Regions from separate parts of the Salvelinus alpinus genome. Here region 1 is linked to region 2. The links are chromatin contacts, called in public Hi-C maps. All regions are on one chromosome and are shown on one strand. The core of a region is the stretch at or near the end of the contact, and the rest is flanking DNA. Distances in the headings are between cores, read along the strand shown.

What was found. Hi-C and Micro-C count contacts between places; a contact is called where the count stands out from the background.
Region 1: a contact with region 2 is called in a Hi-C map of red muscle, with 8 times the contacts expected there. The contact joins the promoter of LOC139572365 here to the promoter of LOC139573409 in region 2. A contact is called at or near these places in 2 of 3 Hi-C or Micro-C datasets (muscle and red muscle).

What each region holds. Positions count from the first base shown.
Region 1 is chr4:35,627,795-35,633,830 of SLU_Salpinus.1, forward strand. LOC139572365 (probable ATP-dependent RNA helicase ddx6) reads right to left here and starts at 3,231. Exons shown (of 13, transcript XM_071395095.1): 1 at 3,115-3,231; 2 at 431-1,500; 3 at 235-339; 4 at 1-116. The coding sequence starts at 670.
Region 2 is chr4:35,200,311-35,206,075 of SLU_Salpinus.1, forward strand. LOC139573409 (zinc finger protein 436-like) reads left to right here and starts at 1,683. Exons shown (of 4, transcript XM_071396816.1): 1 at 1,683-1,923. It overlaps LOC139573406 (zinc finger protein 436-like), which reads left to right. Exons shown (of 4, transcript XM_071396811.1): 4 at 1-201. The coding sequence ends at 55.

The DNA.
Region 1 (6,036 bases), core at 1,981-4,480, 430 kb after region 2:
TTCTTCAGGTCTATCCTCTCCAGGAGAGGAATGAGGTAGGCTCCGCTTTTCCCGGTGCCGTTCTTAGCCCGGGCCAGGATGTCCCTTCCTGACAGAGCAATGGGGATGCTCTCCTCCTGGGGACAGAGACACACAGGGTGGTGAGAGAGACAGTTCCACAAACATCCGCAAACACTAACACACATTCAACAAAATTCCAAAAAAGTAATGGACAGAGCAGCAGAGGGAAGTCACCTGTACAGGAGATGGTTTCTCCCAGCCCATCTCAAAGATCCCCATCAGTAGCTCCCGCTTCAGGCAGTAGTCTTCAAACTCATTCCCCTTGGTCGATGTCACATCCTGGGGAAAGAGTAGATGTCAAGGTTGAAGCTAGGGTCATTATTGATTGATGGACTTGCTTTATTAAACTGAATGTGTCACTAGGACTTACTGATGTTCTAAATCTGCAGTCTTTCTGTGGAAGCTGCAGGCACTTCTTCCAGTCATCGCCAAAACGGATGCCCCCACTGCCCTGGGGAATGTTACCTCCCTTCTGGTGGGCATCTGGTTGTGGGGCAGTTGCCAGGGATCCTGATGTTAGTCCAACTGGCTTGAGTGGTCCTCTAAACTGCCCGTTGGGCTTGTTCAGTCCCATTATGGATGTTGGGTTCTCCGTTCTTGCTGTAGACATGGCTTAGAGAGCTTTTCCTTCACAGTTTGTCAATTCCTTAGTCACTCACAGTGTAAAGCTAAACTTTTTTCCCCCTATCCAATGTTTCCTTAGATCTTGTTTTTCCACTCGTGGAACTAATGTCCTTGTGTTATTTAGTTCACAAAAAAAATAAAACCTTGTTTTCAGAATTTCTAATTTAAAGAATTTATGTATACACTTATACGTACAGCCCTCTTGAAAAGAAGAGTCTGGAGTATGAAAATTGTATATTTACAAGACGACGCTCCCGAAAAAGGGAGAAATTAGCATTTATATGAATAAATAGATCATATATCCGCTCAAAAAAACAAACCTTTGTGAAAGTGTTTCAGAATTCAAACATTAAAGTAAATTATCCTGAAGCAGTCTTATTCCTGGTGAAAATAGCTTTTTCTGAAGTCTCTTTTCCGTGTACAACAACCTGTAAAGTTTTTAATATCGTTTCTATGGTCAAAGACCTTTTCACCGTTTTTCCTGGACTGAAGTGGTCGTACGTTTCTTTGTTAGTCTCAAGTGCTTTTACATTCAAACAGACCTGTACTGTCCTCTGATTCACATGGACTATTCCAATGTTTTTCTGAGTCTTTCAACTTGGTGTTTTTTTGGTGTGTTATGAAGCAAAAAAATCGTGCTCTTGTCAACCACAAAAAAAATTACTTGCACAAAACACTGAGGGAAATAGTTCCAACCCTTTGTGCTGTTCACTTTGACAGTAACAATGTGTGTTCTGCTGTTGTGCTCTTCTTTTGCTGTGGTAGATGTGGAGCTGACACACTCCTCAGTCACATTTGCATTCAACTCCTGGTTACCTGCACGAAAGCAACAATACATCATAAGGACAAATGCATCACAAATGAAAACTTGTGCCTGTGCCGCTATTGAGTGTAGCTAATACTAAAAGGAAATTGAGATTGGTTTCAATAATTTAAACATGTAAATTAATCTAAATTTCTAAACAAAACAACCACTAACCAGGACTGCACTTGAAATGATAGAATGTGTTTATTTCCAGAACGTGAGCTAATCGAGTCTAACGTTACACTTGAGCATTTTAATTTTAACGTGTAACTAGCGAACTGGACATATTAGCAAGGTGTTTAGCTAGCTAGTTAGGTTACGTGTTAAAAATTGTCGATGTAAGAGTAGTTAGCAGTTAGCTAACGTTAGTTACCAAGTGCAGTGGTCTGGGGCAAAAGCAAAGCAGAAAAACTGTTTTAAAAAGATCCCAAAAAATAAGTTACGAGTACACGTTAACTACGCACAAGTTGGCTGTGCTAAAACACTACGATAGTTAGCTAGGACTGAGTTCAACAAAATAGTTTAGTTAACGTTAGCGCTGAGTTGGTGATCAGTGTACTCATGAGACAATTAACAAATTGATAGCCGTATGAGCAACCAACAGACCCACAATTGGTTTACCAGCTAACGTTAGATGGCTAACTAATGATTGGTTGTGTGACCACAGTAACGGTATGCAAACTTTACTTGGATAATTATCTACATAGTGGCATTAAATGCCCGGTAAAGTAGATTAGCTAAGCTAACGTAGCTAGCTAGAGTTGTGTTAGTCAACTAACGTTAGCTAGCTAGCTGTGACAACGTGTTAATCGAAGTTTTTGGGCTGAGATAGTTTGACTGACAACTAGGAGGCTAGCAGTACCTTCACGACACATGTTCGAGCTGAGGCTAACGACTTAGATACAGTCGACAGATTTTAGAAAGTTAAATATGAAATAACTAGCTAGCACGTTTGCTTAGCAAACATTGCTGGTTAACTAGCTATGGTAACTAACGTTTAGCGTAGGCTGACTGGTCGACTCTCCTTCAAACATAACATTACTAGCAAAGGCAGCCGAGTAGCGCCCATGCACTATCAGCTACTTCAAACAAATATAACACGTTACCTTAATGTTCATCGAACGTCTTCTCTCGTTAACTTAATTAAAGCAATTTTCCCAAGTATTATGAAACTGTTTGTGTTTCGTGAAACCCACCGACTTGTCTCTCTATTGTCTCTTCTTTAAAAAAACGACAATTCAACATGGCCGCGCGCTCGCCTTTAGCTGGTTGTCTCTTTCGCTTTCCTACTGGGTCGTCATTAGTTACCACAGCCACAAAGTCATAAACCCCGCCCATTTATCTTCTTAAAATATGATTTTAACCTGATAACTGTATGCCTAGTCTTAAAAGGCAAATTTGTTATTTTTATGCATTTTTACGATATAACCCATTTTGACTTTGTGGCTGTGGTAACTAATGGAACCCTTCGTTCGTCTGGCTGCGCAGGTACATGAACTACCCAATCAGCGTGTCCTGTTTCGAACTCAAATGGTTTAGAGATATCTAGGTTCTTGGGACGTACTTAACGTAAAAAGTTTGCTTGCTTCCCGGGCGAAACAGTTCGGTAGAGTTCGTGCACATACCTATGTCGACATTTTGTGAGGTTTTTGTTAGTTTTGGACTTCGGTGAGGGTTTTTTCCGCTGTTCGGGCACACGACATTTTTTTCTGGAGGCAAGCCGAAGTTCGGAGCCGATGTCTACGCCCCTTCGTCGGTGATTGGTCAACAGTAGGGATTCTTCAATATAGTCTTTGTTGTTATTCAACCAGAGACGAGTCCTTTTATTGCACATTTTTTCATTGAGAAATACTGCACAAAAAAAACTTAGTTAGATGTACAATTGCGCAACTAAGATTTATTCGGTAAAAACGTCAACATTAATGACAGATTTCTTGTGATATCTTCGATTAGTTCTGACTATTTTGAGGAAGTGTAACTGGCTACGGCGTCGCAAAATGGACAAACAGTACTATTGCCATTTTTTTCACCTCGTTTTTCAAGCGAATGTCTTTTAAGGGAGTATGCTAGCACACTCGGTTCGGCTAGTCGCCAACAGAACTGAAGCATGCTTACGCATTTAACGCCTTTCCTAAACATTTTACATTTCAATTTAGGGACGTCCAAGGATTCTGCATAGTACAGACCATTCAATTAATGAAGTTAGGTAATGCGAACACATATCACACTCAATGCAAGTAAAATGTAATTTAAAAAACAAACATCACAAGTGTAGGGTCATAACAAGGTGAAAGAGTCCAAGCTTCTTCTGATAGGTGGCTGTTTTCATCAGGCCTGCGGCAGCCTTGTGTTCTCGGGAAACCAGTGGTATTCTCAGAACCTCAGATACCCAGGTGGGGCCCAGACAGGAGGAGTATGTATGAACTTAGGCGGTTTCCGCCTTCTGATAATGTCTGAATGGCACAACACTCAAAGCATGTGTTAATACACACACAGACTTACAGTTTATCATAACACAATTTATTAACCCTTTAAAAGTTATGAGGCCTTGGTTTAACCCTCTTCAGTGAGTAACTTCATAAAAGAGGGGAATAGTTAAGTACCTGTTGTCTTCCTCAGTTTTTTTATTTTTATTTAACCAGGTAGGCCAGTCGAGAACAAGTTCTCATCTACAACTGCGACCTGGCCAAGATAAAGCAAATACTCCTTGGCCATACCAAGGAATACTTGGTATGGCCCCTCCCAACGGGGCTGCATTCCACCTATTCTCCTCATGGAATGGATTGCATGAATCACCTTCTCCTGTAATTCACCTGTAGTGCATAAAATCTTGGACATACAGGTTTGGTTAACAAACAATTTCTCATTTATTCTCTCTGATTATATCTTCTTCTTTGCCTACTTGTTCAGGTCCCTAACTCTGTCATTCTATTTGTTCTATCTGATTAGCTAGAATGTCCTCCATTATTATCCTAGTAAACCAACTCTAGGGATATTTAACTAATAGGCCACACCACTAAGTGCGCTATTCCATCCCCCTTTTGATACTTGTATCAATACTGGCGCAAATCTAACAATTCTCTGTTCCTGCCCTGTTGGCTTAAAATATGTTCTATTTACTTAACATGAGTGTACCTTTAAAAATAAAATGTTTTATGTATCCTAACTGATTTTCATTGTGTTCCCAGGCCCATATGCTTAAAATCAGCTTAAAATGTCCAGTGGCGCCCTCTTGTGGACAATCCCGGGTGGGGGGTAGGGGACCGCATAGAGGATGCACCCAACCCGGGCATGGACCTCCATCACTCCCCCCCTGAAACCATTATACCCATTCCACAGCCAAGCATAGTGCAATGAACAGAGAAGTGGGCACTTCAAACATAAGTTGACCAATGGCGCCCTCAAGTGACCTTTCATCCTCCACCAATATCCATAATATTAATTTCACCGCCTTGTTGTATCAAATTACCTTAATCTCAGACGCCAATGACCTTAGATTCTCCATCCAAATGGCTTTCCAATGTGGCTGATCAGACCACAATGGAAAGTTATGATAGAAGTCATAAGTCATACCACCACTTCAAAGAAGTGTTCCTTACTATATTAGACAAAATAAAGAACCCAAACCGGTCAGGGAACCAATCCATTTGAGTACCGTTATGGTGTATTCTACTTTATGACACAGTTTTACGTTAGTACTCAATGTTATCACAACGTTAGTTAACAACCAAACCTTTAAGTCTATCGCAAGCTTTCCAACTTTCTCTACTCCAACTTTCTCTACTCCAACTTTCTCTACTCCAACTTTTTTTTAAACACCATGTACCTCGCTAAATTTATAACGTATGTCAGTCAATCCATAAGAATAATATCATTTCGATGGGCACAACTCTATCGTCATTTTCTCTTCGTTATTATTTAGAATTCATTAGATTTAGGTAACTGTCTCTCCTATGATTCAGTATTTTAAATACGACTTCATTCCTAATACGTTGTTCCAGCGGACCATTTAGGCAAGACAACGCATTCCATCGAAATCGCCTCGCTATCATTTAGAATGGATTAGTCTTTCAATTTAACCTAAACAAGCTATTAAAACGTTCAGTTTATATCCTAAACAAACACTAACTAACCGTATCTCTCCCTCTTGTTTCCACTCGGAACTGGATTTATATGTTTGACTTTTTAGTGAGTCTAGTATTCTACCAGGCTCCCCATCGACTGGGAGCCCGCTATGTGAGGCAATGCTGCCCTCTTCAGTCCATTCTCTGTATAGTTTCTCTCCTCCATTCCTTTCCCTCTTTTCTGCCATTTATTTCTAATGTGGATTTCAGTGTCTTCAACACTTTAAATTTTTGGGAGTTCCATGGTAACGATTTTATTTATCTCCTGGAGTATGTTTAAATAGGAATATATTTTTAAGGCTTAAAATTGGGCTCAACAAATTTTTCTATTATTTTTATTAATATACTTATATCTCTGAAACAGTAATTATTTAACTGGACACGGGAGAATAAGGTAATCCACCCGTCAATCACGGCCACACC
Region 2 (5,765 bases), core at 433-2,932:
TCGCACCTTCGCTCGCACCCACCACCTCTCTGGTCACCTCCCTAGATGTCGCTGAATGATGAAATTAGAATGTATATAAATAGTCTTTTACTCTTGTTGTAGTGATTTAATAAGGGAACATTGATGTACAGAAGATGGTTTTGTGCCTGACTCTGTTGTGGTAATGCCAATAAAGGCCGCTATAGTCTGTGAGAGATGGCACGCCTGTTGTGTAGTTCTGGTGTTTTTTGTGTATGCAAACTTGTTGATTGAGTTTGAGGCGTGCGTAGCCAATAAGAGTCATATCACAAACATTTCAGTCTCCCAGTATACATTGGCCTGCACTGGCTGGTTTTGATATTGCAGCATGACTGACTCTGCATATTACGATATGCATGCTATTGAAGTGGATTGATTTAAGCTCTTAAAGGCTCTGCATGGTAAATCTGCCACCTGCTGTGGCCGTATAGCACTTACTGAGATGCAGCCGCCACAGTAGCCAGAACAATGTTTATACAGGACCTCCCGCCCCCACTTACCGCCAACCAATCATGTCAATGCTGAGCTATACAGTGCCCTCTGCATTGTTACAAAATGTGAAAGGCGCACAGCGATGTGGTACGGAGCTTGATTTGGCCTCTGCATGCCTCCGGAGGCTTCGTAATTGTGTCACACCTTCCATACAACGCCTCCGACCACATTTGTAGATCAAGCATAAATTGGCTTTCAGGCTACAATATCATTCCCACATTTTGATAGTCACATTGTGGACCTAGGGACATTCTCAATTAGCTTACCTAAAGCTCTTTCGTCATCTCCTCGCCTCTTTTTGAAAAAGGTCAAAGGTAATCAAAGAGGAGGAGAGGAAATGTGGAAACAAATGCACATGTATGAAGACTCCTTCACGTGCAAATTAAATGTTTAAAGTAGTAAAACGTCATTTAGTTTCATAAATAAAAGGATAAGTAGCATGTCGTTTTTAAATACGTGCCTGCTTTTCTCTGTCAAGAACAATTGGGGTGTAGCGGATCTCCAAACCCTCCCACAAAAGACTCCGGTAGGATAATCTTGTGCTTCCTTGACATGAGGATGCGAGGACACTCCTCAGTTCTACTAACATATTGACACTCGACCACTTATCGGTTTCTGGGTCACGGAGGATTCGAGGAGAGGACAGAGGATTCGAGGAGAGGACAGCCTTTTTCCCAAATGAGAACATCCCCTAATCTCTGAAATCCCAGACCTAGGGCAACAAGGCTGTGGGTTGTAGGTCTTGTAGTTGAAGAAGGTGACACAATGTGCCATCAGTGCAATAGACTAAAATAAAAAAAAGTATATATATTGGTGTGCCAGTTAAAGGGTTATTAATGATGCAAGGTGATCAGTCAGTCTCGACTTGCCTTTAAAGTCGGCTGCAATATCGAACGCGCTCATTTATAACTAACTCAAAATAGTTCATTTATGTCGTTTTCAATGAGGGGGTTCGATTAATCTTGCCCAGGCAAGCGTGTAGTCGTGTTTTGCACCTGCTGAAAGTAGATTGCATTCGATTTGGAACCGAGCTGCCTCGGCGTGAGACCACTGATTAACAAAAAGGAAGAGGAAGGCACAACTCGCAGAAACTCGGTCTCTCTCCAGTAGGTGGCGTTTGTTCATTGTTTCAACGAACAAGTAAGGAGTTTAGATGAGTGTAGAACCGGTGCCTCCCACTTCTCTTTCTATTCTGGTTAGAAACCGTTTGCGCTGTTCTGTGAAGGGAGTAGCACACAGCGTTGTACGAGATCTTCAGTTTCTTGGCAATTTCTCGCATGGAATAGCCTTCATTTCTCAGAACAAGAATAGACTGACGAATTTCAGTGGAAAGTTATTTGTTTCTGGCCATTTTGAGTCTGTAATCGAACCCACAATTGCTGATGCGCCAGATACTCAACTAGTCTAAAGAAGGTCAGTTGTATTGCTTCTTTAATCAAAACAACAGTTTTCAGCTGTGCTAACATAATTGCAAAAGGGTTTTCTAATGATCAATTAGCCTTTTAAAATGAGAAACTTGGATTAGCTAACACAACATGCCATTGGAACACAGGAGTGGTGGATGCTGATAATGGGCCTCTGTACACCTATGTAGATATTCCATTAAAAATCAGCCGTTTCCAGCTACAATAGTCATTTACAACATTAACAATGTATACACTGTATTTCAGATCAATTTGATGTTATTTTAATGGACAAAAAAAATAAAATTCTTTCAAAAACAAGGACATTTCGAAGTGACCCCAAACTTTTGAACGGTAGAGTATATTTAACAGATGTTATTGCGGGTGTAGCGAAATGCTTGTGTTCCGAGCTCCAACAGTGAATTAATATCTAACAATTCACAACAATGCACAAATCTAAAAGTAAAAGAATGGAATTAAGAAATATATAAATATTAGCACGAGCAATGTCGGAGTGGCATTAACTAAAATACAGTAGAATAGAATACAGTATATACATATGAGATGAGTAAAGCAGTATGTAAACATTATTAAGGTGACAAGTGTTACATTATTAAGGTGACAAGTGTTCCATTATTAAAGTGGCCAGTGATTCCATGTCTATGTATTTAGGGCAGCAGCCTCTAAGGTGCAGTGTTGAGTAGTCGGGTGGTAGCCGGCTAGTGATGGCTATTTAACAGTCTGCATAGAGATGCTTGGGAATATGGTCTATGGGGTATATCTGACCTCCATCATCTAGGACATGACAATGGTTAATCAAATCTCCCCATTTCTGAAAAAAAAAAGAGACAGTTTTGCAGGCCTTCTCATACAGCTGTAACTGAATATCAAGACCTTTCTTGAGTTGGGTTCTGGAATGGTGCAACTGTTGAGAATCTGAGTCTATGGTTGTTGTGGGGGAAAGGGGTTGAGTGTGTATGCGTGTGTGTATCCCACAACTGTTGCGAGGGAGTAAAAGATGTTAGGGACAATATAGGAAGATTCACAATAGTTGTTTGCTAATATAATAATTGCTTGCCATAATGTAATTTTGGTAATGGCGAGACTGGTGAGAGGTAAAAATCCTTTGCATAAATTGCCTACATTACTACAAACATTAACAGCTAATTATATATAATATAAATCGAGGTGAGGGCGATGGAAATGCATTTGGCGGTTGATCTGCTTCTGTTCTGTGGGTGGCACTGTGTGCTCTTTTCGAAGGATGGGTCCCGGTTTCTCCGGGGCTATGTGATCCGGAGGGTCGAGGGTGGTCTGCCGGGCATTGGGATGACAACCCAACTCAGGATGAGGGATTTTAGCGGGTGGAATAGGGGGGACCAATTGGAGGTTTACTTAGTAGCAATGCAAATATCATGGTACACCTATATAGACACTCAATCATCATGTTTCGTTTGCAAACATATATTTTGATTAATAGAATTTAAACGTGTGTCTTATTATGGTAAGTGGTGAAATAAGTACAGCCAGTTATAATTGCAATGGCTTAGCAGATAATAAGAAAAGATGATCAGAATTTACCTGGCTAAAAGAGAAGGAATATAGTATCTATTGTTTACAGGAAACTCATTCAACAATTTTAGATGAAGTATTGTGGAAAAAGGACCGGGGGGGTGAAATATATTTCTCCCATGGGCAAAGAAATTCAAAAGGGTTGATGATATTAACTAACAGTAATTTTGATCCAAATGTGCAAATTGTCCAAACAGATCATCAAGGAAGATGGATTATTTTGAATATGTTATTGGACAATAAACAGATATGACTTATTAACCTATACGGTACAAATAATGATGATCTAAGCTTCTTTGAAAATATAAGAATTTATCACTCTACAAGCAACACTAGACTCTATTGTTATGGTGGGGGATTTTAATAAGGTTTTAAATACCTCTATGGACCGTAAAGGAAATCACACTATCACCCTCAGGCACTTAAGGAAATCATGAATGTCATGGATATGTTGGAATTAGTGGATATACAGAGGCTTAAATACCCTGACCTAGTGAGTTATACATGGAGGAGGCTTAATCAAGCTAGTCATCTTGATTACTTTCTTATGTCATTCTCTCTGGCACCAAAAGTTTAAAAAGTGTTCATGGGGACAGAATGCGGTCAGATCATCACTTAATTGGCATACATACTACACTTACAGAATTTCCACGTGGGCGAGGATATTGGAAATGTAATCAAAGCCTACTAGATGATAACTTGTTTATAACTAGGACATAAAAATGTATAACTAACTGTTTCCGACATAAAATAGAGTTAAAGTCGGAGTTTACATACATACATCGGTTGGGACATCTACTTTGTGCATGACACAAATAATTTTTCCAACAATTGTTTACAGACAGATTATTTCACTTATAACTCACTGTATCACAATTCCAGTGGGTCAAAAGTTTACATACACTAAGTTGACTGTGCCTTTAAACAGCTTGAAAAATTCCAGAAAATTATGTTATGGCTTTAGAAGCTTCTGATAGGCTAATTGACATCCTTTGAGTCAATTGGAGGTGTACCTGTAGATGTATGATGTATTTCAAGGTCTACCTTCAAACTCAGTGCCTCTTTGCTTGACATCATGGGAAAATCAAAACAAATCAGCCAAGACATCGGAAAAAAATTGTAGACCTCCACAAGTCTGGGTCATCCTTGGGAGCAATTTCCAAACACCTGAAGGTACCACATTCATCTGTTCAAACAATAGTATGCAAGTATAAACACCATGGGACCACGCAGCCGTCATACCGCTCAGGAAGGAGACGCATTCTGTCTCCTAGAGATGAACGTGCTTTGGTGCGAAAAGTGCAAATCAATCGCCGAACTACAGCAAAGGACCTTGTAAAGATGCTGGAGGAAACAGGTACAAAAGTATCTATATCCACAGTAAAACGAGTCCTATATCGACATAACCTGAAAGGCCGCTCAGCAAGGAAGAAGCCACTGCTCCAAAACCGCCATAAAAAAGCCAGACTACGGTTTGCAACTGCACATGGGGACAAATATTGTACTTTTTGGGGAAATGTCCTCTGGTCTGATGAAACAAAAATAGAACTGTTTGGCTATAATGACCATCGTTATGTTTGGAGGAAAAGAGGGAGGCTTGCAAGCCGAAGAACACCATCCCAACCGTGAAGCACAGGGGTGGCAGCATCATGTTGTGGGGGTGCTTTGCTGCAGGAGGGACTGGTGCACTTCACAAAACAGATGGCATCATGAGGGAGGAAAATTATGTGGATATATTGAAGCAACATCTCAAGTCATCAGTCAGGAAGTTAAAGCTTGGTCGCAAATGGGTCTTCCAAATTGACAATGACCCCAAGCATACTTCCAAAGTTGTGGCAAAATGGCTTGAGGACAACAAAGTAAAGGTATTGGAGTAGCCATCACAAAGCCCTGACCTCAATCCCATAGAAAATGTGTGGGCAGAACTGAAAAAGCGTGTGCGAGCAAGGTGGCCTACAAACCTGACTCAGTTACACCAGCTCTGTCAGGAGTGATGGGCCAAAATGCACCCAACTTATTGTGGGAAGCTTGTGGAAGGCTACCCCAAACGTTTGACCCAAGTTAAACAATTTAAAGGCAATGCTACCAAATACTAATTGAATGTATGTAAACTTCTGACCCACTGGGAATGTGATGAAAGAAATAAAAGCTGAAATAATCATTATCTCTACTACTATTCTGACATTTTACATTCTTAAAATAAAGTGGTGATCCTAACTGACCTAAGACAGGAAATGTTTAATAGGATTACATTTCAGGAATTGTGAAAAACAGAGTTTA